Regions from separate parts of the Zea mays genome. Here region 2 is linked to region 1. Evidence: chromatin contacts called from public Hi-C data. All regions are on one chromosome and are shown on one strand. The core of a region is the stretch at or near the end of the contact, and the rest is flanking DNA. Distances in the headings are between cores, read along the strand shown.

The links. A called contact is a pair of places that touch in the nucleus more often than the background predicts.
Region 2: a contact with region 1 is called in a Hi-C map of leaf, with 2.5 times the contacts expected there. The contact joins the promoter of LOC100272339 here to the promoter of LOC100273705 in region 1. A contact is called at or near these places in 10 of 25 Hi-C or Micro-C datasets (bundle sheath, ear, endosperm and 3 more) and 1 of 3 datasets of contacts at active chromatin or transcription factors (leaf).

The regions. Positions count from the first base shown.
Region 1 is chr10:104,117,363-104,123,164 of Zm-B73-REFERENCE-NAM-5.0, forward strand. LOC100273705 reads right to left here and starts at 2,898. Exons shown (of 7, transcript NM_001148117.1): 1 at 2,674-2,898; 2 at 2,307-2,384; 3 at 1,015-1,086. The coding sequence starts at 2,816. TRNAK-UUU (transfer RNA lysine (anticodon UUU)) reads right to left here and starts at 457; the gene lies at 385-457.
Region 2 is chr10:104,458,844-104,464,177 of Zm-B73-REFERENCE-NAM-5.0, forward strand. It overlaps LOC100272339, which reads right to left and starts at 3,239. Exons shown (of 4, transcript NM_001401852.1): 1 at 2,951-3,239; 2 at 1-591. The coding sequence starts at 465.

The DNA of each region.
Region 1 (5,802 bases), core at 1,648-4,147:
AGGACGGAATCAAGCTTAAGCATGTGGGGTTTACAATGCACCAAGGGCCAGATGGATTATTCAGTACTATTAAACAAAATGTAATAAACAAATCAGTCGCAAAAGCAAAAACAAATCAAGATGAGAAATAAATTTGGACGGACAAATCAGCGGCATAAACGAAAAAAACCACGATGCACCATAGCTAAAACGGTGGCCGCTAACCAATGTAAGTACGTTTCCTTAAGCTTAATAAACGAAAAAAATATGGACGGATAAACAAATCAGTCACAAAAACAAAAATCTAGATAAGAAATAAATCTAGACGGACAAATCAGCGACATAAACGAAAAATCTGGACAACAAAAAAAATCAGTGTCAAAGACAAAAAAAAGTATGATAACATGCCTATCATGGGGCTTGAACCCACAACCACAAGGTTAAAAGCCTTGAGCTCTACCAACTGAGCTAGACAAGTTTTGTGTACATAACAGAGCTCGGCGCCAAGATCTATGGCGCCGAGCTCGGTTCCATGTCGGTGCCACGACGTCCGTTTGTGCCAGCGTAACACACACCTCGGCGCCATAGCCTATGGCGCCGAGCTGTGTTACCTCGGCGCCATTGGCTATGGCGCCGAGCAAAGGGTCCAAAAATGACATTAAAATTTTTTAAGGTCCAAACGTGAATTTTTTTCAAAAAAAGGGCTAAAATATAAAAAATTCGGTACACGGAGCCCACGAAACGCGTACCAGCTTGTCAGCCCCGTCTTGGCCTTGACTATCTGTCTAAGAGATCACGAGTTTCTCCGTGAGGAGATCCCATACGCATATGGCCATGACATCCATAAGAACGTTGCCGTTCGCATCAAGAAGATGAAACAGGGGCTGCTAGTGCTAGACTAGAGAAAGGGATAAATCTATATTACGTAGTAAATCTGAGCGAGACACATGCTAGTTTGGATGAGCGGGGCCCTTCCGACGGTGGGGGCCCTGATTGAAGCGGAGCGACGGAGGAAGCAAGGAGGGAACGACTTACGCGTGGACGTCGTTGGCCACGGCTTCCGGATCCTCCACCGCGCCGGCGCCGGCGTCACCGTCGGCCCTGCCCCTGCACGAGCAAGAGAGCACAATTCCAAGTGAGTCCGCTAGTGATGTTGGACACCACCGCAACCCAGAAACACAGCATATGCAGATGATGTCAACAGCTAACACAGCGCTTTCAGTCAGTATGCATAGAAGATAGAAGTGAGCATATAGCTGAATAGCTGATCAATAAAAAAAGACCAATTTCGTACGGCTTGCTGCCACCAAACAAAGAAAGAGGAAAGTTTCATGTTATACAAATGGTTAAGCAATGGTACTCTACTCCGGCACTAGCAATTCATCGCACGGGTGGTGAAGGGGTTGCAAACTTTTAACGGTAGGAATAACAGGAGTGGGTGAAGCGGAAAAAGCAAGCGAGGGCGCGGTGAATCAACCCGTGCGCCGTTTCATCATCATCTGTGAGCAGCGGCATGGATGCATGCACGCCGTGGCCGTGCCGCTCCATGCGTGCCCTGGTCGGTCGCGACCCAAAAAGGCAACAACCACAGCACATACAGAACATCGCTTTGCGTACGCGAGACCGTACCCAATGCTGCACTGCAGCTTACCCAACCGAACTTTCTTTTGCAGCCTTTTTTTCACCCTTTGTAGCCAAAAGGGCAAAAACCAAATGAGTGCCTCCTCTGCTCCTGCTGGGTGCATTTGCCGGGGACACCAGGGGACACGCCGCGATCTCGCTTGCCCTCCCGCCGTCCTCCCAAATCTTTACCCCGCTTTACCGTGGCCGGTGCAGGACTGCAGGAACAAGGCGCGGCAACGGCACGTCGGGGCTTTGGACTCTTGGTTGCAGCAAATTACGAGACGACCCCTTTCTTTCTACTACCTGCCACCGTAACGAACTCGGCAACGGAAAGCAGAGCTGCAGAGAGAGCATGTCCCTGCTGTTGCGGCTGCTTTGCGCACGGCTCTATGCCTCTAATCCAAAATTGAAACTCCTCGTTCCGCTAGTTACCGCGCACCAACGTCACCCTAAAATCAAAATTTGGGTTCCAAAGTTTTTTAAGAAACCTAAAAAGAGATTATTAGCGGAACGGAGAAGTGACGCAGCCAGCTGCCGCCTCCGAGATCTAATGGGGACCGAACGTAAATCGAAAAGGAGAGCACTGGACGGTCCCGATCGCGAGCGCATGGACCGACGACGCACCGGATTCGTCCCACCGGGCAAAACCGAGGCACAGACGCAAAGGAGAAGAGCAGAGGATGGAACTGGTGGAGCGCGCTCACCTCGTCGTCGCCGCCGGCAAGGAGGAGTCCCGCAGCCACCGCCTCGCGCCTCCCGCCACCACGGACGTGCTCCTTTGCCTGCGACGAAAAAGAGGCGTGTGGGGAGCCGGTTAGTGCTTGGTAGAGGAGCAGGTGGCGCACGACTCCGCGCGGCACCACCTCCTGGAGCAGATAAAAAACAATTCGGAAACAGAGATCCCGCCGCGAGACGGAAATCGAGTGCATCGGTAGCAAATTTCACAAGCGAAGACAGACGAAACAGAGGCGAATTCTAGACCAAAGGCAACCGAAAGCACACCCAAAACCCCCAGCAGAGAGCCCACGCCCCACGGGCGCAACCGCATTACACGACGCGAAGAGCACTCACCGAAGGCCGTCGAGGACCCTCACCCGCCCGCCAGGGAGCGCCGCGCTGACGGCGACCACCACGAGGACGAGGAGCGCCGCGGCGGCGGCGGCTGCGAGCCCCGCCCTCCTGGCCCTCGCCGCGGACGAGCCCGCCGCTGCCATTTACCGCCCCTCGAGCAACGCACGCCCTCTCGAACTGCCTGCGTGCGGCGAGAGAGAAAGGAAGAGAGGAGCACTGGACGCGGGGCGGATGGAGGCGGAGGAGGAAGGGCTTTGAGCGCCGCGCCGATTTATATGCTAGTGCTGCCGCCGCTCCGCCCTCGAGCCCCCGACCAGTCGTACCCGCATTGCCCCTCCAGATTACCGGAGTCGCAAAAAGATCCCCCGACCGCGAGCGCAAGCACCCATTCGCAAATACGGTAAACTTTAGGGATGGCTGCGCCATTTCCGTGCCCTTGCAGTCGCGCCAGCTAACTACGGATTAGGAAGAAGACCTCCAGCCTCTTGCTGGTAACAAAAAGAAGGATCAGCTGTGTGTGTACGTGCATTACAGTTTAGGGCATCAATTATGGACGGATATTATTATAGAACTCCCTAAAATTTAGAAGTTTGAATTTTTTGTTTTTTAGCGATAACTATTGCATGTACTTTACATTAAGATTGTTGATTCGGTTCGGTGCAATTTTATATAAACTTAGGGGGTGTTTGGGACAGCTCTGGTTCCAGTTCAGCGTGAAGCTGTAGTGTATAATATAAATTTAAATAGTTTTAAAAATATTTGAAATACAAATAAGAAATAAAATGATTTATCTAAATATATTCTAAAAGTTTGCAACTTCAGCTTCACAATTTCCTGAAGCTCCTAATGACCTGCTTCATCAATTTTACTAAATTTTGTGAAGCTAAAGCAGTCCCAAACAGGGCCTTAATCTGCCATACTCGTTGCTAGCCTCCTTCGATGAGCTCTTGTGCCCTATCAAGATTAATAGGATACCGTACGCTCATATTTTTTATGACACGGAATTATAATCATTATGAGATTTTTTTTAATTCTATAGTTGTAGTTATCGTCACTGTACAACTCGGTAAAAGATCAATCTAGCTCCTACACAGTTGGTACTAGAGACAATGGGTACCTCCGATTTGATACCCGATGGATATTTTTTTTCCATTAAATACGTATATAGACTAAATATTTTATCCATGGATCTCTTTGATAAAAACCTTCACTCAATAGATAAACAGGTATTAGAACGTTCTGCCTTCACCCATACCTGTTAACTCGTGGGTATAAAATACGCAGTATAAACATTCAACCATACTCGTTGTTTCTTGTGCAAGTATGTAATTTGATATTATTACTATAAATATGAGCACAATCCTAGCCATGTAGTTTGATTTTTTCATCCTCATGTGTCTATATTGTTAGAAATTAAATGGCATGATGCTTAACTATGGCACATAGTTTATTTAAATTTAATGTTTAGCACCTAGTATTTTTTATACTTCATTATATTTGTTGATTGATGCTTAGTATATATGATAGATATCTAATTCTCGTGGGTACGGGTGACTCGACGCGTGACCCATCCCACATGGGTATGGGTATGGGTATGAGGTCAGTTAATATAGGTGACCCGACTGAGTTATTTTTTCGTGGGTATGGGATAGTAATACCCGATGGGTATTTACTCATTGCCATCTCTAGTTGGTATTGTTCAGCCAGCGAGGCAACCAAATGACAGGCTGAATCGAACGAAGTTGGAGTTAAGGGTGTGTTTAGTTTAGCTTTTGGCTTTATCTTTTGTCCACTAAAAGCTAAAAGCCAAACTATAGAGTATGATCCTGGAAACATCTTTTTTCAAAAGTTGTTTTTTTTCACAGTGCAAAACTGAAAGCATCTCTGGATATGCTTTTAGCTACTTTCGGATGGAACTACGCAAATATATATGGAATAACTTTTAGTGGCCTTTTAAAGGCTTCCACCAAACGATTTTAAATTTTTTTTACCGCTTACAACCCACAACAATTTTTCACACAACCACAATCCAACAAACAGATCCTAAATCGATCAATACTGACCGTCAGTACTCCAATAACACACAACTAGATGGTACTCCTAAATACTCCCTCCGGTGTGCGTTTGGTTGCAATGACAGGACGAGATGGGACGGGACTATCCCTCAAATAAGGTTGTTTGGTTCAGGGTCAGGGGTTGGGATAGGACTATCCCAGTGGTGTCCCCTGTTATCCCTCAAAATTGGAGGGACAAGAGAGGACGCCGGGGGACGTCCCTGTCCTGACTGTCCCGCAACCAAACACACCCTTAGTTATCATTTTAGGACAGCGACATGGTCTCCAAAATATAACTTTATGTAGGACCGGTAAGGCGACCAGAAGGCTGTGAATGGGAGCCACTAAAAATTCTCGTCATGCGAGTACTTGACTTTAATCCCAAAGATCAACCCTCTAGGGACTTAGAGCAGCAGATCAAAGCACAACACAAACTAGTGTTGTTTTGTATGCACCAAAAACCCTAAGAACTGTAAGCCAAACTTCCTGGAAATTATCAGAGTCAAAATCACCAGAAAGTAAGAGCGGCAGTGTTGGCCTTAGGTCCGGCAGTGCCGGTCGTTTAGGTCAGGCAGTGCCGGGGTACGTCAGTGCCGCGCACACGGGCGACAGTGTCGGGCTAGCAAAAATGCCCAAAACGATCTTAATTTTGATAGACGGTTTGCGCGTACATGGGTGGAAGTGTAAGAAGTTCTCTGGTGAAGTATGAACCCAAACAAACAAGAGATCAAGTCGCAGATCGAAAATCCCGAGAAGGATGGGGTTTTGATGGGATTTTCTCAAAACAAACTCAAACGAGAATTAACTCGGATCACGACCAAGAACTGCTCTGTGAGGGTGAAAGTCGCCTAGAGGGGGGGTGAATAGGCAAATCTGAAATTTATAAACTTTAAGCACAACTACAAGTCGGGTTAGCGTTAGAAATGAAACCGAGTCCGAAAGAGAGGGCGAAAACAAATCAACCAAAGAAATAGAGCGGATGACACGGTGATTTGTTTTACCGAGGTTCGGTTCTTGCAAACCTACTCCCCGTTGAGGTGGTTACAAAGACTGGGTCTCTTTCAACCCTTTCCCT
Region 2 (5,334 bases), core at 1,989-4,488, 340 kb after region 1:
CTCCTGGGTTGAATGATCACAGTTCTCCAAATATGTCTGTAACCGATTAAATCTCTCATTCCAGTATTCTATGCTTGACCGTTTCACCTCCTCTTGAATGCCAGTGCTAGAAGCAACTGGTGGCTCAGTTTTCTCCGCCACAGTTTCCGCATTTGGTTCTTGAGAAGATTTGGAAGATACTAGTTCTACAGATTCAGCAAAAGGAGATGCCACTTGAGGCTTGTTGGCCTCCTCATGTTGAACATCTTGGCATGCCTCCAGATCTTTTGATTTGTCTCTTCCATTACCTTTCAACTCCTGAGAAGGGTTCACTTTACTATGCTCAGATTCTACTTTCCTTCGTACATAAACATTATGATATGCAAGACCTGAGGGAGTATCAGTCTGCAGCCGTTTGATGCCAATAGCCTTTCCAGGTTCTGCGGTAGGTTTATCTTTTGGCAGCGGAGAAGTTCCTTGAGACATATTTATCCGCCTTTCTTTGGCAACTCAGCTGTGGATGTTTTCTTCGCCGATAATGCTACTTACTTGTCACTAGATGGCCTGGCTCCTCCACTACATTAATACACAATTTATTAATCATAATGAAACCTGCAATGCATAAGATGATCACCATCATTAAGACTGGCAGGGTCCTCAAAAAGTACTGGTGAATTGAAATAATGGAAAAAAGAGGTACTAGAACAATACTACTTGTACATGGATAAGGTTTATACACATCTTTGTTTTCATATGTTTGTTTTCAGATGTCACTGTAATAATTTCTTGGAAATGCATTTAGTTGAACACTTTCAAAGAGAAGATGAAAAACAGAACAATTCAAGACCTTGCACTTGCATTTGAAACAATCTCTGACTTTGTTTTCTACTATGCTGCTCTAATCAACATTTAAAAATTCCAATCAAATATATATACACATCTTTGTTTTCATATGTTTGTTTTCAGATGTCACCGTAATATTTTCTTGGAAATGCATTTAGTTGAACACTTTCAAAGAGAAGATGAAAAACAGAACAATTCAAGACCTTGCACTTGCATTTGAAACAATCTCTGACTTTGTTTTCTACTATGCTGTTCTAATCAACATTTACAAATTCCAATCAAATATAAAGCGCGCAGAATAAGATGTTAGTGTTCAAGCAGGGACCAAAACAACACAAAGTATCCAAAAAATAATCTAGTTAACATGTTCCTTTTTATCTTTGATCATATAGCCTGGTTTTAGTTTAAAAGAAACAGGGCAATTTTTTTTACTAATTTGGCAGTTTAAGCATAAGAAATATAGAGATTAAAGCTTCAATTAAGAAAGAACAAACCACCTAGAACAAGTAAATGATGCAAACTGAATAGCATCTTTGTCAGTTTATAGCAGTCAACTGTGCAAGATTCGTAACAGCTATTATGCCAAATTGAGTGGTTAGCATTCTTTTCTTGATTCTTAGATTTAAAATGCCATTCTGTCAAATATTGGATCGTTTCATGACTACCCTTATAACAGGTTACAACAACACTAGTCCAAGCCAAGTAGCATCCCTCCCCATGGACATTGTTTGCTTATAAGAACAAGAAACATAGCAAAAAAAAGGGGGGCAGAGCCAATGCCGGAGGCTCCCACATGAGTGGGGTCTTGGGAAGGAATAAACAGAGACAAACCTTTCCTTTGCAAATGCAGAGAGGCATGGTGACTCAGCGAGACAACTCTCACCGCTGCACCAGATCTGCCTTCATGAAATAGAAACACAGCAAAGTAAAATAAAAAAAATCCAAATCCTGTTGGAACTTGAATGCATTAAGCATAGATAAATTTCCTTCATTATAAATTGCAAAGCAATCAGCGGGGACTCCTAACTTTGTTTTATTTATTCAAACCATTCAGGTCTCATTTTATATCCACACAAAACAGCTGCAACCTAGATATGTATGCTGCATTGGGAACAAAAATCAGATATGCAGTAAAACACAAGAACCAAAATATACTCCAATGACTGAAAAGCAAGGTTATTATGGCGTCGCCTAGGCGACGCCTAGGCGTCCAGGCGACTCTAGGTTCTACCAATTCAATGGCAAAAACTCTAGTAGAAATCAAGTGATTTCTATTAATCGGCATCTCAAGCCAGCCTCATGAGCACAGAATTAGCAGTAAATGGTAAGATAAATAACGTAAGATAGTTAATTACTTCCCTGTCGTGAACCTAAACCTGTACCAAAAAATTGTGCTAAATAGTAAAAAGCTCCAAGTGACAGCATACTTAAGCTGAGGCCATTTAGACATAATATAACTAACTCCATTGTCATTTTATTAGACCATAAACGAGCGCATGCATTAAAACTCAGTCCGTGATTGCAGGACACAGTCATGCAAACAATGTAAAAGTTTGAATAAATGTGAATATTCGCATATAATGGCATTGCAGAAGATAACAAATTCACCAAAAGCTGGAAAACCAGTGTTGAGCTTTCACCCATTTCTATAAAAGCTAGAAAAATCAGTGTTGAGATTTCACTGATTTCTGTTGACCTAGTAATGACTAACGGTGCTGCAGTTAAGAAATTAATAAGCAGAAAAGTGAAGTAAAGTGATTTCGTAAAGATGGCATCACAAGCCAGCGTCAGTTAAACTAGCAATACACAGATGTTGCTTATTTTAGAGCCTCATCAAATAGCAAGATAAACAAAATTTATTGCTTCCCAATTCTGAACCTAACTATCACGCCTAAGGGGGTAGAGACAGTAACCAATCCGAAGTAAAGTTCGTTGCATTCGACAAAAGGGATATGTCCCTACAAATCTACACATAGCAGACACGCTCACGCACAGACAAATCGCAAGAAGGGAAATTAGGGTCCGTCCGCTCACAAGCACAGACGATTTCACCGTAGCACCAAGCACACTTTCACAGGGAGTGGAGCCATGGTTGCGTTATACCTGTGGCGGGTGCGAGAGCACTCACCGGAGATTGGCGGAGATGGGGACGGGCGCGCCGCGGCGGTCAATTTGATCGACGGAGGGAGCGCCCGCGGCGGGTCAGCCAATCCGAGCACGTCGGTTCGAAGGTAGGCAGGGGGGAATGGAGATACCCGTTGGCGGGAGTGGGTTCCAGATGGGGGAGGGGGGTGCCCACCGAGGGAAGCGGCGGCGTGGCTGACCGGCGGCGTGGCTGAGAAGGCGAGCGAAGCCAAGCAGGGGGAGGGAGAGGAGCAGCCGAGGCAAGAGAATCCAACGGAAGTACGGAACTGCCGTCTTCTTTTTTCTTTTGCATTTTGGTCCCTTTGTGAAAGTTTTTCACAAATATCATTTTTTTGTTTGAATTCAGTAAATAAGCTTGCGCTATTATTATTAACGCTCAGGTAAGACATCTTAGGGCCTCTTTGGTAGGGCTTATTTTTCAGCTTCGGCTCTGACTCATGCAAAAGTTGTGTCAAACACCTCTTTTTCAAATGGCTTCACCAGTGAAGTGCTTTTCCAAAATGAACTAGAGGGCATGAGACAAAAAAAAGTGGCTCACCCGGCTTCAGCTCACGTCATTTTTGCACAATAGCCCTCTCACCGGTCCAAATTATTTTTTTTGGTCCTGCCCTCAATCCCTAGCCACGTACAGGAGAGATCTATAAAAAGTAAACTATACAAGGGTCTTTCTGAAAAACAACCTATAAGCCGTTTTGCCAAATGATTTTTCAGAATGGCTTTGGCTCATCTAAAGAAGTGGCTTCACCTCGTGAGTCAGAGCCAAAGCCGTTTTTGGAGAAGTCAAAGCCCTGCCAAAGGGGCCCTTAGTGTCAAGATAGATAGCTCTAAGATCTCGCTCTCGTGCGCTGATCTAACGCTTATGTGGCAAAAGAGTCGTCATTAGCATTGGCGTTGACCTCTTTTTATTCACCAACGCTATCACAGCCAGAGTGATAAAAAAATTCATGCAAGTATAGATGTGACAGGAGGTAGATATAGATGTAATAATAGATATGGTAAAAGCTAGATATCGAGCCGACTCGGCTTGTTAAGAAACTAAGCTAGAAAATCATCTCTACTTGTTTATTTTTTGCTCCGCACAAAATATGCGGCTACAAATATGGGACGAGATTTGACATTCTGAGCAAGAGCACAAATCTTGATGCCATGCATCGTTCCACTTGTCCTTATAACAAGTAAATATTGTGCAATGCGCATATAGACCAATTTATAGATAAATCAAATAGCTAGATGTTAGTAGTTCATATATACCAGCAACATAAAATATTTTCAACAGGTACGATTGATGTGGAGTTCTTGTTTCCTTCTTTATCAGCTCACAAAACTGAGCTTGTCCACGGTGAAGCACCGTAACCAAGGTACCTGATAAAAGGGTACCTAAAGAAGGCCCGAAAGGCCCCCCAAAAGTGGCCTACTAACCGACCGACCCATTTGCCAAGCAACTTGACGTGATGGTCTAAAAGGCCTCTCGAAGACGGCACGCCAAGCCAACCAACCCGACTGTTAAGCAACCTGGCGGGGCGAGATTGCCGACTAATCCGCTCGATGAACAAATACTGCGAGCAACCCAGCGAGGCAGGGCTGCCGATCAACTTGCCTGTCGGGCAACCCAGCGAGACGGGGCCACCGATCAACCTGCCTGCTGATCAACCCAGCGAGGCAGGGCCACCGATTAACCTGCCTGCCGAGGAACTCAGCGAGGCAGGGCCACGCGATTAACCTGCCTGCTGAGCAACCCAACAAGACGACAACTGGCTCTTAGGGGAACACCTCTACTGGAAGGAAGAGCCGACCTAGTACTATCAAGCCACGACAGCACAATGGGGCAGATCACTACCAAGCCATGTCCAGACTGTGGAAGCTATACCAAAGGGTCTCTATCAAGCACGACGCCAGATACTTATCCCCGCTGGCCAGTGGGACCGGACAACCCTAGCCGCAGGGACCTCAGCATCGGGGTCTCTACAATGACCCATACGCTAGAAGGGATGTGACAATACATCGTACCAGGCATACGCCTACGCATGATGAAAGGTGGTGCTAAGGGGATGATGAAAGATGAAGTTGTACTGAAGACATCCTTAAACCTCACCTCGAACTGAATCGGCAGGACCCACCAATCACCGCTACATCTATATCGAAATAGCTATAGGAACCCATTGGAGAACGGACGAGACACGACGCCATAACAGGGGTGCTGTGGCGCACGACACATCAGACAACACCATCTCATCGTAACGTCTACCCTTGAGCTATAAAAGGGCTAGAAACCCCCATTATCCAAGACATCCCATGAGCTTCACACAAGCACTCAACTGTAACACGCCCCAGGCAATACTACTATCATCACTAAACTAGACTAGGGCT